Linked DNA regions of Rattus norvegicus: region 2 is linked to region 1. A link is a contact called in public Hi-C data. All regions are on one chromosome and are shown on one strand. The core of a region is the stretch at or near the end of the contact, and the rest is flanking DNA. Distances in the headings are between cores, read along the strand shown. Region 1 holds the start of Aldh1a3 (aldehyde dehydrogenase 1 family, member A3). Region 2 holds the start of Adamts17 (ADAM metallopeptidase with thrombospondin type 1 motif, 17).

Evidence for each region. A called contact is a pair of places that touch in the nucleus more often than the background predicts.
Region 2: a contact with region 1 is called in a Hi-C map of hepatocytes, with 2.1 times the contacts expected there. The contact joins the promoter of Adamts17 here to the promoter of Aldh1a3 in region 1. A contact is called at or near these places in 3 of 12 Hi-C or Micro-C datasets (Schwann cells, hepatocytes and kidney).

What each region holds. Positions count from the first base shown.
Region 1 is chr1:129,424,999-129,432,029 of GRCr8, forward strand. Aldh1a3 (aldehyde dehydrogenase 1 family, member A3) reads right to left here and starts at 2,645. Exons shown (of 13, transcript NM_153300.2): 1 at 2,482-2,645. The coding sequence starts at 2,580.
Region 2 is chr1:129,853,416-129,860,121 of GRCr8, forward strand. Adamts17 (ADAM metallopeptidase with thrombospondin type 1 motif, 17) reads left to right here and starts at 2,648. Exons shown (of 23, transcript XM_218753.11): 1 at 2,648-2,848; 2 at 3,166-3,536. The coding sequence starts at 2,773.

The sequences.
Region 1 (7,031 bases), core at 1,395-3,894:
TTGTTGAGAATCATAACATACTAGCTGACTGGTATAGAATGAAAACATCTCCACTGACTTGAGAACCAGTAGGACTGGGACATTATTGAGGTATAAGGTTAAAGATACCGTAAGAGGCGGACAGAATTCGTACTTTGTTACTGAAGGCCCCGGAAGGTGTTCTGGATGGAGGTAAAGGTGGTGGTCACACATGAGAACCCTGCTAGCATTATTTCCAGTAACTTCCACTGGACTCAGCTAAATTCAAAGTGGCTATGTTTTCGGGAGATTTGGGGGAATTTTATTTTTCATAAAAGAGATGGTAACATTTTGTATTTTGATGAATTAGAAACCTTGACAGAGGACCTCTGGAAGAGACTTTATAAAGAAAGCGGGTCCCTAAAGTAGAAGAGCCTGCCATCCTCTAAGATCAGCATGGGAAACCCCAGAAGACCCTCCCTCTCCTCACCAGAATCACCCACATGACCCTGTGCCCAGTGTGAAAGTTCGAGTACAACTGAAGGAGCTTTGATACAATCATCCTTCTGGAAGCTGGTAAGTCACCCTGCCATTGCCTGAGCTCAAAGCAGCCTTCCATGTTGGAGAAGCACGGCGAGTCAGGGAAACTGCACACTTCTGCTGGTTCACATGCTCACAGCCCACTGTTGGTGCTGGGTCTGGATCTGCTCTTCCACATCTTTGCCTTCCTTCCTTAGCTCAGGCCACCCTGATGGTACAAGGTTCACCTTGACTTTTTCATTGTTATTAGAGGTCTCTGCAGAGGTGCACGAGAAGCCAAGAGGGAGCAGGTTGGAACCAGTAAAGGGATGAAAGGTGTAGCAGGACATCAGGCAGCTGTATCTCCTGGAACGTCCCAAGGCTTGCAGCCCTCGGTTCCCTGCATCTCACTTTCTTTCCCCAGTCTCTGTCAGACACCCCTGGACCTTCAACCCTCAAAAGGCAGGGGGCTCTGTCAGAACCAATGACTCCTCTGACAACCTCCCAGAATCCTCTTCCATAAAGGCTGCATCTTTAAATTTTAAAGTGTTCCAGGGAATCGCCTAAGAGGCAAACTTTTCCTGCTCTGTGGCCGACAGTTGTGGGAGGATTCAGTAAGATACTAAGCGAAGAGGCAATCCTGTTCACTTTCTGTCTGCTGTGGTGTTTTTATAGAACTGTAAAAACAAAAGAGAGCAGCCACTACCAGAACAAGAGCGGATCATCACAGTGAGGTCTGAAAAATGAAGCCATTATTCGCTCGGTTCCCAGCCCCGATGCTGGAATTCTCCTTCTGAAGCTTACACGGTTAAGGAAACTATATTTAAAAAAAAAAAAAAAAAAAAAAACAACTTTCAGTCCTCCTGGGGCTGTGCCTCTCTTGATTACAGAGCCTTCCTTGGTAAAACAGTTCGTGTAAATGTCATGCAATTTATATGTCGGCATGGCCGACTTCGGGGACCAAGTCCCAACAGAACAGAATCTGAAGCCCACACATAGCGACCTGCCACTTTCACCTTTTGATTAAAATTACGCGAGAGGGATAATTGCTACTTTTGAAAATAAAATGGATGAAAGCGGTTTCTAAGCATTATGTCAGCCGGAGTTGAGATCCGTGGACAAAATGGGAAAAATAAGAGGGGTTGAAGTTTCCAGACCTGAGAGATCTGCGGTCCCTCAGACGCTGTACACACCTAGCAGGCAGAGCAGCGCATCCCTTTTAGAGTTGTTCTTCCTCCCTGAGCTTTCTCTGCTGCCAGACATCACCATTGTCCCTGCAGCTCAGGGACACCCTGCAGTTCAGATCTCACCACTCTGCCAGTGCCAGCCTCCCCGGAAAGAGCAAGAATTAGGCCTGGTCACTGCCTGTGGCCTTGTTCAACCAGCAGTGGTTTCCCTGGGCCCAGATCTAGAGTCCTTGATCAGTGACGTTCCATCTTTCCTCCCCAGCTCTTCTGGTAAGTTGGGTTCAGACAGAACACAGGGAAGGTACCGGACCCTTCTCTCATTGCCCAGGAAGACCTACTTACCAGCTACAGTTCCTGGTGTGGCTCAGACTCGAAACTCATTGTGGAGTCCTCAGGTATCTTTAGCTCCCCTCGACCCTGGCACCCCCAACCCAGATCCTAAAGCCCAGAAAGCCCTCTACCAAGAAGTCACCCTATGCTCATTCGCCAAAAGCACCAGCACTCAAAGTGGGCGGTGGCCGGGACACACCGGGGTCTCTGCAGGCTGCAACTCTGCACCTTGGGCTCTGCACTGCCTCATTCCTGCTCCTCAGGCTTTGAGGTTTAGCTCACCCAGCCAGAAGCTGGGGTTCCCACTCTGGGTGCCCCTCAAAAAAGTGCAGTTTCCAAGGAGCGGACTTGCACCAGAGACGCTCAGGTGTGGGCAGCTCCCTGCGGACTCCCAGCAGTGTTGGCTCCTGGTCCTCTGCTCTCCTCCCTACCAAGCTGCTCCGTGCAGGAATCTGAGGCCGTCGAGTCCAAGGGTAGCCCTGCTCACCTTAGTGAACTTGACCTCCAAGTTGCGGATGGGGCGCGGCAAGGCAGGCGGTTTCCCATCAGGCTGTCCGTTTTCCACAGCCCCGTTGGTGGTGGCCATGACTGGTTCGCACTCCCTGGTCCGTGTCCCCGACGCACCGGCTCGGCCTGGGCGGTGCGCAGCCTGCTCAGGGTGACAGCTCCGCGCCTTTATGCAGCGCCCCACGCCTCCCGCCCAAGGGGGCCGCCTAATTGGCTGCAGGACGGAGGAAGGGAGGGCGGGCGCGGGAGAGGAGGAGGGGACCGGGCCGCCGCAGCCACCCCTCCCGCTGTCCCTGCCCCAGTGGGAGCCGGACGGTCCCAGCCCGACCTAAGCGGCGGCCAGATAGCTCTGCGCATCGCCGGGTGGCCACACCGCGGGCTTCCACAGCCCTGAAGGCTGTCCTACAGCAAGCTTAGAGGGGGCAGGAATTCGCAAGGGTCGGACACCCGTCTGGGCAGGGAGCTGGCTCATAGCGATCACAGTAACAGGCCTCTCTCAGGGCAATCCCGAGACTTTGTCCGAGGCACCTGCGGTCCCAAGCCACCGCAGCCGCTCTCTGAAACTTCGGCGGGAGTGAGCGCTCGCTCTGGGACCCTGCGCTGCGCCTCCCCGGATCTAAGCGTTTTGTGGCCACCATGCGTGACTGTCTCGACTTGGGGTCTAGTTGCCAGAAGCCTAGGCTCCATCCTTCCCAAGCTAGGGCCGCCGGCGGAGGAGGTCCACTCGGAGCCCGGCCGGCTGGGAACTTCCTTCACACCCAGGACAGCAGGCAAAATCTAAGTGACAGCTCTTTTGCTCAGCACTTGGGAGTTTTGCCTGCTGGTCCTGTGACCTTCATAAGTACGCACAGCCCCAGGGAGTCAATTACTTTAATTTTTGAAACGCACAAATTAAACTTCCGTTTAAAAGACTGGAAAAAAAATCCCCCAAACAAAAGACATGAGATCTTTACAGCTAGTTGCTCTCAGACTAAAAGCTCATAATGTTTATGTTGTTCAGAACTGCCAAGAAGGGGTTGTGGGAAAGCATGTCCAACTCCTCTTATTTTGTCGCGTAGGAAATGCTCTATTCAACCCAGGACTTAGACTTAAGCCTCATGGGAAAAATGGGAAACCCTCTCACCCAGCTGTAAGGTCATTGCATCAGTAGGTGAGACTTGAACTCCCCACAGAGGAGGGGGTTTAGTCCTCAGAGAGGTTCGGCCATGTGCTTCTGTGTAAGGTGGCTCCCTCTGTCTGTTCTAAGGACTCAGTGTCCATTTCTGTTCACCATGTTCCTCTTCACTGCACCGTCACTAGGAATCCTTTTGGATAACCAATGAGCAGTAAACCTTCAGAAAGGCCCTATTTGAGCTCTGTCCTCTCAGACAGTGGGAAGGTTTCCTGCTGTTAGGGATTGAGCAGATGAGAATGGGGATGGGGGACTGTGGCCCCCAAATGAGCAAGGACCGACAGGCTTCTGAGAATCTGCCTTTGACACTAGGGTCACTGTTGCTCCATCTTTCCTGTTCTTTCTGGGCTCCCTGCCTGTGTAGCTGGTCCTATGACTCCCACCTTGGTCTACTGAAAACATCCAGGCTGTCTCACACTAGGGCCCCTGGATGCTGAGTCCTGCCATCTGAGTGTTTTTGAAATGCTGAAAGGACCCTTCTCTGTGCAGAGACCAAAGCCTGGCAGTTGTCACAAGCCTATGGGAACTCCTGTCCTCCGAGGATCCTGTCTGGGTTATCAGTTTGACAGGTCTTTAAGAAAATACAAACTCCAAAAATGTACAGAGGACACTGAACTTATCAAGTAATTGTTAGACTGATGGGGGAGGCAAATGGGTTTGGGGATTAGAACTCTGCCCCCTTTTGGTAAGAATCTGTTTCTTTTAAGGTGGACCAGAGTGGACAATGCAGGCTGCCTCATTGCAGAGCCTGGGATCCATTGGCAATGGCCGAAGACAGACTGGCTCACCTTCCTCCTCTTACTAACTCCACGTGACCCGGAGGTCAGAGCAAAATACTCAACCATAGATAGTTCCCTGCAGTAGGCAGTTCCCAAAGAGCAGGTCAGGGGGGATGGGCTTGGCTCTGGGCTTGTCCTGACTGGAAGTCTCTTCCTCCACACCCCTCAGCTCACCATCCAGCAGACAGGGAGAAGCTGAGATGCTCAAGTTCTCATTTTACAGGTGAGTAAACAGAGGCAGGTGGATACTTGTCCTAGACCTCACTGTCCTGGAGGAGCCAAAGGCGAACGGAGGGAACGGGTGGTGCAGGATGCAAGGAGAGGTTTCTCTTAATAGTCTTCTGTCACATTTCTTCACCTAGGGATGTACCTGTGTCCCAAGGTGGCCCCAGGGCACCTGATGTAATTGAGGTGCTAAGTATTTTATTAGGTAACAAAATAATGGGGTTGTCTCTTCTTTGGCTGTGTCTGCTAGGAACACTCATGGCCTTGGCCCCAAGGACATGGTCCTAGGGAGCAAAGGAGGGACTCAGTACTTTGCACAGTGGCTCACCAGGTGTTTGGGGGTTTCTGGAGCATTGTGGTTGGTGAGGGCTCAGCCTCCCGCCCCACATCCCTGCCTCAGACCCACATCCCTATCTCAGACCCACATCTCTGCCTCAGACCCAGCTGAGTGCTCCTAGGTTGACACTGGAACTCTGAACCTGTAACCCCCTTCCCACTCCCTAGTGCTTGGGGAGGCTCAAGAAAGATAACGCTGGATAAACTGTGGGGTGCTGTATACAAGCCTGGTCTCCACGTTTTCCTACCAGCAGATGTTTCTCCTTCACTTCTTCCTGGCTTATGTATCACTCCCAGCCTGCAATTTTCTGTTCATTTCACTGTTTTGGTATTCGGATCGGTAGGGTTGGCGTGCTGTCTGAAGCTTGGCTTCTTGGTGGGCGCATCTTGTGATATGGGGCCACATTGAAGGCTTGTTTGTGTGATAAGCATAAAAAAATTAAACATCGTTGGAGGTAGTGTGGAGAGATGGTTTGGTTCTCAGCTGGAGTAACTTCAGTTCCAGGGGATCTGACACCCTCATCTGGTCAACGTACTCACACACATAAACAAAACAAACAAACAAATAAGTATTTTTACAAAGCATTGGGGACTGGAGGGAAGACTGAGTCACCAAAGTGCCAATTGCACAAGCATGAGGACCTGAATTGGCTCCTCTCCACCTGCGTGAAAAACCTCTCTTCATGGCATTCCAGCACTAGATAGATGGGTGCAAACTGGTAGATTCCTGGAGCTCACTGGCTGGCCAGTCTAGCTGAAATGATGAGTCTGTCTTGAGGAAGGCATCTGAAGTCAACTTCTGGCCTCCGCACAAATACGCATCAAGGGAAAGCCGAGATAAAAGAGAGGTTGGATAATTTCCCTCACATTGAAACCTAATTCCGTTTCATACCGTACATGCTTGTGGGAGATGTTGAAATCTGTGATAAGCGTAATTAATAATAGGTCGGACAGAACCTACACTTCGTTTTACAAGTCTGGTGTCTGAACTTCTGTGAGGGGTGACTGGGCTTTCTGGGGACCTCTAGCATCGCAGATCTTACCATCCCATCTCCTTATCGGAATCACTCATCTCTTTCAGCTAGTCTGATCCAATCCAGGGACATGAGTATGCACTCTGAGAAGCTTCCCAGAAAGCCAAGCTTTTCTAATAAGGGAAGTTCTTTGACAAAGGGAAGGCCGTGCAATTATTAGGTGACTATCAATGGGGTAACAGGTGGCCCAGAGCTTGATTTACTGTGAATGCTTCCTTGCACTCACAGAAGCAGAGTCTGCATTGTATGGGAATTGTCCAATGTTGACCAAATTGATTTGAACAGGCAACTTCTTACTGGTCAAATTTTATGAATTATGATTCATCAAGTCTCCTCTGTGCTGCAGCTTTGTGGGAGCAAGCAAATGAATCTGTTTTCTTATGTTCTAGTTTGCTTCTGCTGTGATAAAATACTTTGATCAAAAGCAAGGAAAGGGTTCACTTGGTTCACACTTCCAGGTCACTATCAGACTCTGAGGGAAGTCAGGCAGAAACTCAAGGAAGGAACCTGGAGGCAGGGACCATGGAGGAAGGTTGCCCATCGACTCATTCAATGTCGTATACACAGCTAGAACCACCTGCCTAGGGACGGTGCTGCCCAAGGTGGACCGAACCCTCCCCTATCAAGCCTTAATGAAGACAATCTTTCACAGTCATGATTTTAGGTCAATGTAATCTGGGAGGTTTCTCAATTAAAGTTCTCTCTTCTAAGATGATTCTAGATTGTGTCAGGTTGTCAATAAAAACTAATCAACACAAGTGTTAGCTTTCTGGTGCTGAAGCAAGATACATGGGACAATCAACTGATGGAGAAAAATTGGATTTCAGCTTATATTTCCATGGTTCCTCGGGCCTGTTTTCTTGGGCCTTTGGTGATGCAGGAGGACATCATGGCTGGAATGGGTGGCAAAGTTCACCTCACATTGACTGAGAAGCAAAAGAAAGGGGGAAACAGGAATGGACTAGGTCCCTAATATCCCCTTTAG
Region 2 (6,706 bases), core at 1,398-3,897, 430 kb after region 1:
TCCCTCCCTCCCCCTTTCTCCCTCCAGCTTCTGGCAATCTCTATCCTATACACTGAACCATGTGGTAACTTTATATTTAATTTTTGAGACATTTCATGATACTTTAAAAGAGATGCCAGAGCGTTACTTTCCCACTATGAACGGACAGTTTCCCATGTCTTCATTTCCTCACCGATGACACTGTTGCTCCTTGCAGTAGTTAGAGCATGAAACAAACAGCATGTGATAAATACAGCATGTGATAAATACAGCATGCAATAAATAGCCTCTCTCTGCTCACTGGAGCTCAGTGGAGTTCAGATATTAGCAACTAAGTATATTTGATAAGCACAGTCTAGTTACAGAGAGCCGGTCACGGTTTCTCTGCTCAGCCGTGTCTTTCAAAGCATCCTTCGTAGTGGAAGAAGACTTTGAGCGGCACACATAAAAGAGGAGAGACACTACTGAGCCGCTGATCATCTGCCAAGTGTTTATTAGTGTTCCTATGCATCAGCAACGCCTGGGGTGCTGGGTGCAGACGTACACATTAGTGAAGTGGGGTTATTTGAACAACGGAGGCCTTCCATGTCCCCTTGCTTTCTCACTAACAGAGGACTATTTAACATCTGGCCCCTAATCACTGTTGCTGTTTTTAATCCAACCTCCATGAACTTGCCAAACTGAAACGGGTCCAGACAAGAAAGAATGACAAACAATGAACTGAGGAGGGCATGGGTTCGATGCTTGCTTAGCACATTTGATAGCCGGAGTGTTGTCGGGTAGTCAGCAGAGAAGACGGCCCAGCCATGGGTTTAAGCCAGTAGAAAGTCCATTAGCAAGCCAGAAATCACATGGGATGTTCAGGATCTCAGTACAGTCCTGAGCCTTCATCGGGGTGAGCTTTTAAGCACAAAACCATGTCCCGGGTTGACATACTGTTAACAAGAACAGTTAGCCAGAAGCAGAACTACAGAAGCTGAAGAGCAAGCTTAGTACACTCAGAGCCTTTCCTACAACTATGGTTGTCACAGCCTTTGGTTTAGTGTTAGAAGGTAGTTCTGTCTAGGTGCTGAGTTTTATAGCCTGAATGGCATTTGTACCATGGAGTTCGTTGTGCTAATGTCTGGGGCCTTGTTATAGGGGTCTTTGAAACGTCTGATTTGATCAATCACTTTTCTTCTTTTCTTCATAAATTCAGTAAATCTTAAAAAAAAGTGCTTATGATATGTCAGGTATCTCTCAGGCCCTTGTTTTTATTTTCAAGAATAGTCTAAATGATTAGAAGTTAGCCCTCCAGGGGGAGACAGCATAGCTTAGCTCCTTGAGTTACAGAGAAGAAACTGAACCACTCTCAGGGGAAAGACGTCCCCGGCTGTCACTACAGTTGGCTGCTGTGTGACTACACGCAGATGGGGCTAAGCATGTCTTTTTCCTTCTAGTTTCCCCCATAATGGTTGAGGTCATGGTTAAGTTCTCAAAGCTCAAGTGAGACAAAACCCTACTCATAGCCACCGGCAGAGCCTGACCCACGCCTCCTAGTCACCTTCAGCTGCCAACCAGTGAGTGGCAGCCACTGGATCAGAGACTAGATGGCAGCGCACTCTGTGATAAGCCTTTGCGGAGAGCTTCAGACAACTTACCAGGGCAGGGGCATCAAACTTCTTACCTTGTCTCTGGATGCTTTCTGGTCATATAACCCTGTGGTGAAGCCTAGATCCTGTGATGAAGGGGTGAGTCGGGGCCTGTCACAGTTTTGCTTTTTAAAAACAAGCAAGCAAACAGACAAACCAAAAATAGGTGAGATGGGGAGCCGTCTGTGACCACTGTGGTATCCTTTTCTCTGTCAGTCCTGCTTTCTGTAAGACATTTTAAAGAGGCCAATGGAATTACCTGTAGGGATCATCATATCTGCTTAGATACTGCTGGGGAAAGGAATATTCATTCTGTTCTTGAAAACCAGCGTTGAAGTTCAGGGTCTGCCACACTCAGTTCTCTGGTGTCCTACTGTGCAAACCTCAGCTAACATGCCTCCCTAAATACACCTGACCTAAAGTCAGGCTCACAAATTCAAGGCCTGGCTCTGACAGAAACGAGCTGTCCAATTTAAGCAAACTCCTTACGTTTTCTTCTCCCCGGTTTCCCAGTCTTCAGGGCAGTGTTATCACGCCTTCCTGGCTTTTGTGAATATAAAGACTTCAAGAAGCCTGTGCGCTGTGGAGACACACTGTAGATATAGAAGTCAGGTATGAACTCAGGTGTGCTAGAAACACTGGTCTGGGTCTTTCCAGCCTAAACAAGTCAAAAATAGGAGCCACTTCAATACACAATTTTTTTTTCTTGTACGTAACTGGTTGATCTGGCCTATCTTCCTGGGAAGCTATAGCAGCCTCAGAGGTGATCTCCCAACTGAGGACAAACTGAAGGCCAGGTTGGTGGCCTCCTGGCTCCTCCAGGATCCCCACAACCGAGTTGGCTCGCGCCTGCCACCTGGTGTCACAGTCTACCTACTGCCTAGAAACCACGTGTAAGAAAGTGCTTACAACCTAACTACGCACGTTGGTTTCGACCGGCTCTAACCAATACGGACAAGGAAGGCGGGGCAGAGGAAAGCAAAAGCCCAATCACCACCTACTTTCCAAGGAGAAGGTGGGGCTTAGTATTTACCATGTTGGGTTTGTCCGCAGCGCTAATTACTTTTTCCAAAGGCTGCAGGGCTTCACTCCGGCTGGCGTCGCCGCCTCACGCGCCCCTGCTCTGCCGCTACGGTCTTGGGGGCTGCTGGTCCCGAGTACCATGTGTGACGGCACCCTGCTGCCCCCTCTCGTCCTGTCCTTGCTGCTGCTGGTGTGGGGTTTGGACCCGGGCACAGGTAGTGTTCTTAACTAATGCGGCCACCTTCCCGGTGCCTTCCCGAAGCATCCTGGCGCCCGGGTGCCTGGGTGGACTGCTGACAGCATCCCCGGAGGAGGAGAGCGAAGGCCGCGGCCGGAGAACTGGCCTCTGGTTCCCCCTCGACCCCGGGTGCGATCGAGTGGCTTCGCCGGCTTAGAGAGGCCCGGCTCGGGGAGGGAAGGGAGTGCGGGGTCACGGCTGTGCGATACCCACGGAGCCCTGGGAACCCGCGCCGGAGCCGCCGGCAGCCCTGGTGGCCAGGCCGGTGCTGACGCCTGTCCTTTCTCCCCGCAGTTGTCGGCGACGCGGCGGCCGACGTGGAGGTGGTGCTCCCAAGGCGGCTGCGCCCCGACGACGTGCACCTGCAGCTGCTGCCGGGAGCAGCGGGGCTCCGGCAGTGGCGGCGACCGCGAGCATCTCCAGGCGACCCTCGAGCGGGACCGGGAGAGCGCGCCCTGCTGCTGCACCTGCCGGCCTTTGGGCGAGACCTATACCTGCAGCTGCGTCGCGACCTGCGCTTCCTGTCCCCAGGCTTCGAGGTGGAGGAGGCGGGTGTCTCAGGGCGCAGCGGACACCCTGCGGAGCTGTGCTTCTACTCCGGACAAGTCCTGGGCCACCCGGGCTCCCTCGTCTCCCTCAGCGCCTGTGGCGCCGCCGGCGGCCTGGTATTGCCCGCGCCCCCTATGGGTCTGCCTTGCCCAGTCTGTTACTTCTCCTGGGGTGGTCCCGCGGAGGGCTGGGCGGGAGAAGACCTACCTCCCTCCCTATCTCCTTCACTTGGCCTTTCTGACTGTGCCTTCCTAGCAGAGGGAACACAAGGGAAGCCCTGCCATTGTACTGGCTTCTGTTGTGTGCTGAACCTGGCCGAAGTGGGGTTGCATTGAGAAATTAGCTATAGCTCACCTAGAGGAACGAATATGAACCTGATGTTCCCACTCTCTCAGCATCAGCACAGGTGTGCATGTTTTCTGCACGTTATGGGGAAGGAGTAAAGTGTCCATTTCCTCTGTCTGGGGAATGGGGTATCTATGCACCTCTCTTCTGTCCCGTGAGCCTTTTTATACTAGGAGGGGACCCCAGGCAGGCCATGATTAGTCTCACTTTCGTTAGACGAAAGGTAAGACCAAGAGAGGTCCAGTAGTATCTTTATTTCCTTACTCCACAGTAGGCATTTATCTGAATGCACCCTCAGAGAGAACTGCAGGGTACTCACCTGTCCCAGTTGTAAACCCTCCTCTTTTCTTGAAGACCTTGCCTCGCTGTTTTGTTTGAGACAGCCATGACAAGTGCACGGAGAGGCACCGGAAGTTTGGAGTGGTTTTGCTCTCTTTGCGCTCACACTTGAGCACTTGGCTAACGTTGGTGCCCAGCCAAATTCTTCTCTGCTTCTCCAGGGTGCCCCCAAGGAGAGCACGTGGCTGGCAGATGGTTTGCCCCCGAAGAGGCTGGCATCACTCAGAGCATGCGATGTCTCCAATTGTTCTCCTATATCTTGTCACAGCAGATATCTGTGGGATAGTGGTTTCTGATACTGTGTTTTGGCAGCCTGCCCCGGGCCAGAGAAGTTGCCCCTTCACTTATTTTATATCATCACCTACACAACCAGTATTGAAGAGTAAAAGCCCATGGCTCCAAGATTACTTGACGCTCCTGCTCTCTTAGTACTGGGTCAGTGTTGGGGGACCTGTGGATCTAAATTCCTGGGAGCAGCCTGATTTTCAGGAAATTTTTAAGGTCTCATCTGAGGGTATGGTTTACTTTTGTTTGACTGGGAGACATTGGCAGCCTTGGCAAAGGAAAGCAAAGGCGCAGATTGTGGTGGAGCCTGGTAGGTGTTAGTGTGGAACGGGGGCAAAGGGTGTGGGCTGTGGGCGAGGAGGCTCAGATCATTGTAGGACTCGGGTCAGCGCTGTATCATGTTCTGGGAGGGACTCAAAGGCCCACATCATTTCTCCCGTTTTTTTGCCAAAGTGTTTCAAGTCTAGGTCACATCCCTGTACCGTACATAGAAACATCTGAATCCCATTTGCTGCGGTTTCGTGAGTTTCTGGAGAGGTCAGAGTTTATACTTCTTGGTGTAAAGTTTCCAGCGAGGAGCTATCTGTGAAGGAGCCCAGGCTGGAAATCTGGAGAGCACTGATGTAAAGTCCTCCCAGAGTGTTTGCTGAGCCTCCTCTCACAGGGCGGCCGAGCCAACTTTTCAGGAAGACTGCACTGCCCCTTGGCACCATGTGAGGGCGCTGTGCCTTAGAGAAAGGAACCCAGCCAAGACTGAGTTCACCCCAGCCAGTTGCGGGTGGACTTCTAAGTCTTGGGATTTTTCAATTCCAGTTTGAGGAGACACTGCTGTTGTTTGGTCTGTCTTATTCATCCTGTTCGTGCAAGCTGCACATTGGACACTCTCCTCGGGTACACGTAGGCAGAGGCAGAGAGCAGGAGAGCAGGAGGGAAGGGACGTGTGGCTGGGAGCTGGTCTCTTAGCGACAGGGTGATCCTGAGACACAGAGGAAAGTCTATGACCTTAAGCTACCTGAGATTGCCCTGTACCCCATCTTTGGCTTGGTTGTCCACCCATGTGGGTGGTATAGTTGTGCTAGGACCTTTGACAAGGGTAGAAGCTCTCTGAAGCGTGAAGTTGCATGTATGTTTGCCGGGATAGTCTCAGGATCGTAGGGAGCATGGTCCAGAAGATAGCTCTTGGTAGCTTTTGGGTGGGCGCACTCCAAAAGCCTTCTTGTATTGAAAGAATCATGTTGAGCAGGGATTGGCAGGCTTTTCCCAGAAAGGAGCGGAAAGTGAGTATTTTACACATTACGAGCCATCTAGTCTCAGCCGTATCTTCTCAATGCTGCCCTTTCTGAGTGACAGCACCTATGGGAGGCGTATAAACATGTGCGTGTGGCTTTGCTCAACCTACTCTATCCTGGATGCTGGGTAGGATTTTGATCGTTAGTATGTTTCGGCATGACTAATGTCTACAAATGGCTGTGTCTTCACAGGGGCAGGCGTAGCATGTGCTCTGTCTGTCTTCCTGGCATTTGTGCTGTCTGTGCTGTCTGTGCTGGGAGTCTGTTTAAAGGGAGCAGCTACATTACCAGGATGGAGCACTGCTCAATTGTTTATAGGGCACAGAGTATAACTCACCCCCTTCCCCCTGTGTTGGCAGCAGGCAGAGGCGTGGGCCTGTGGTGTTTCCCCTTCTCTGTCTTATCAGGCAGAGTTATGCCAGCTGCACTTTTTGGATCTTCAAAGACCCCAGGCCCAAGGATTAATTGTTTTCTGTTTCTGCTGCCTCGTTTTATTTACATTTCGCGGAGTCTTTAGATGTAGCGTAGTTTTGGAAGGATTCCTGTAACCATGGGATCGGAAAGCAATGAGCTTTAGGCTAGTGGGGAAGGTATGGCTCCTAATGAATTTACCCCAAGCCCCCTGTGACTAGCACCAGTGATGCAAGTGCGGAGGACCAGCAGAATTCCAAATTGAACTTCTGTGGATAGACAGGGCAGTGGGGGCAGGGGAGGCAAGCTCCAGGGAGAGAAAGAGTGTCAATTGTAGGAAAGGCTCTTCATGGCTTTCCTGAAGTGAGTAGGTGAAATGACTGTTAGGAATGGGCAAGGAAGGCTGCCACTGGTCTACTGAAGCTCTGCAGATCTGAATCTCTTTGCCAAGGATGTGTGGCCTGCAGGGAGGGGTACACTATATGGAAGCTGTGGGGGCAGAGAGGACACAAAATCATTCTGACTGTGGAACTTTAAGTAGCCAGGTGCATTTCCAAGGCCATCCCAGAAGGACCAAGAAGAATAGAGTGTCCCTATGCAAATGTCTATGCAAATTA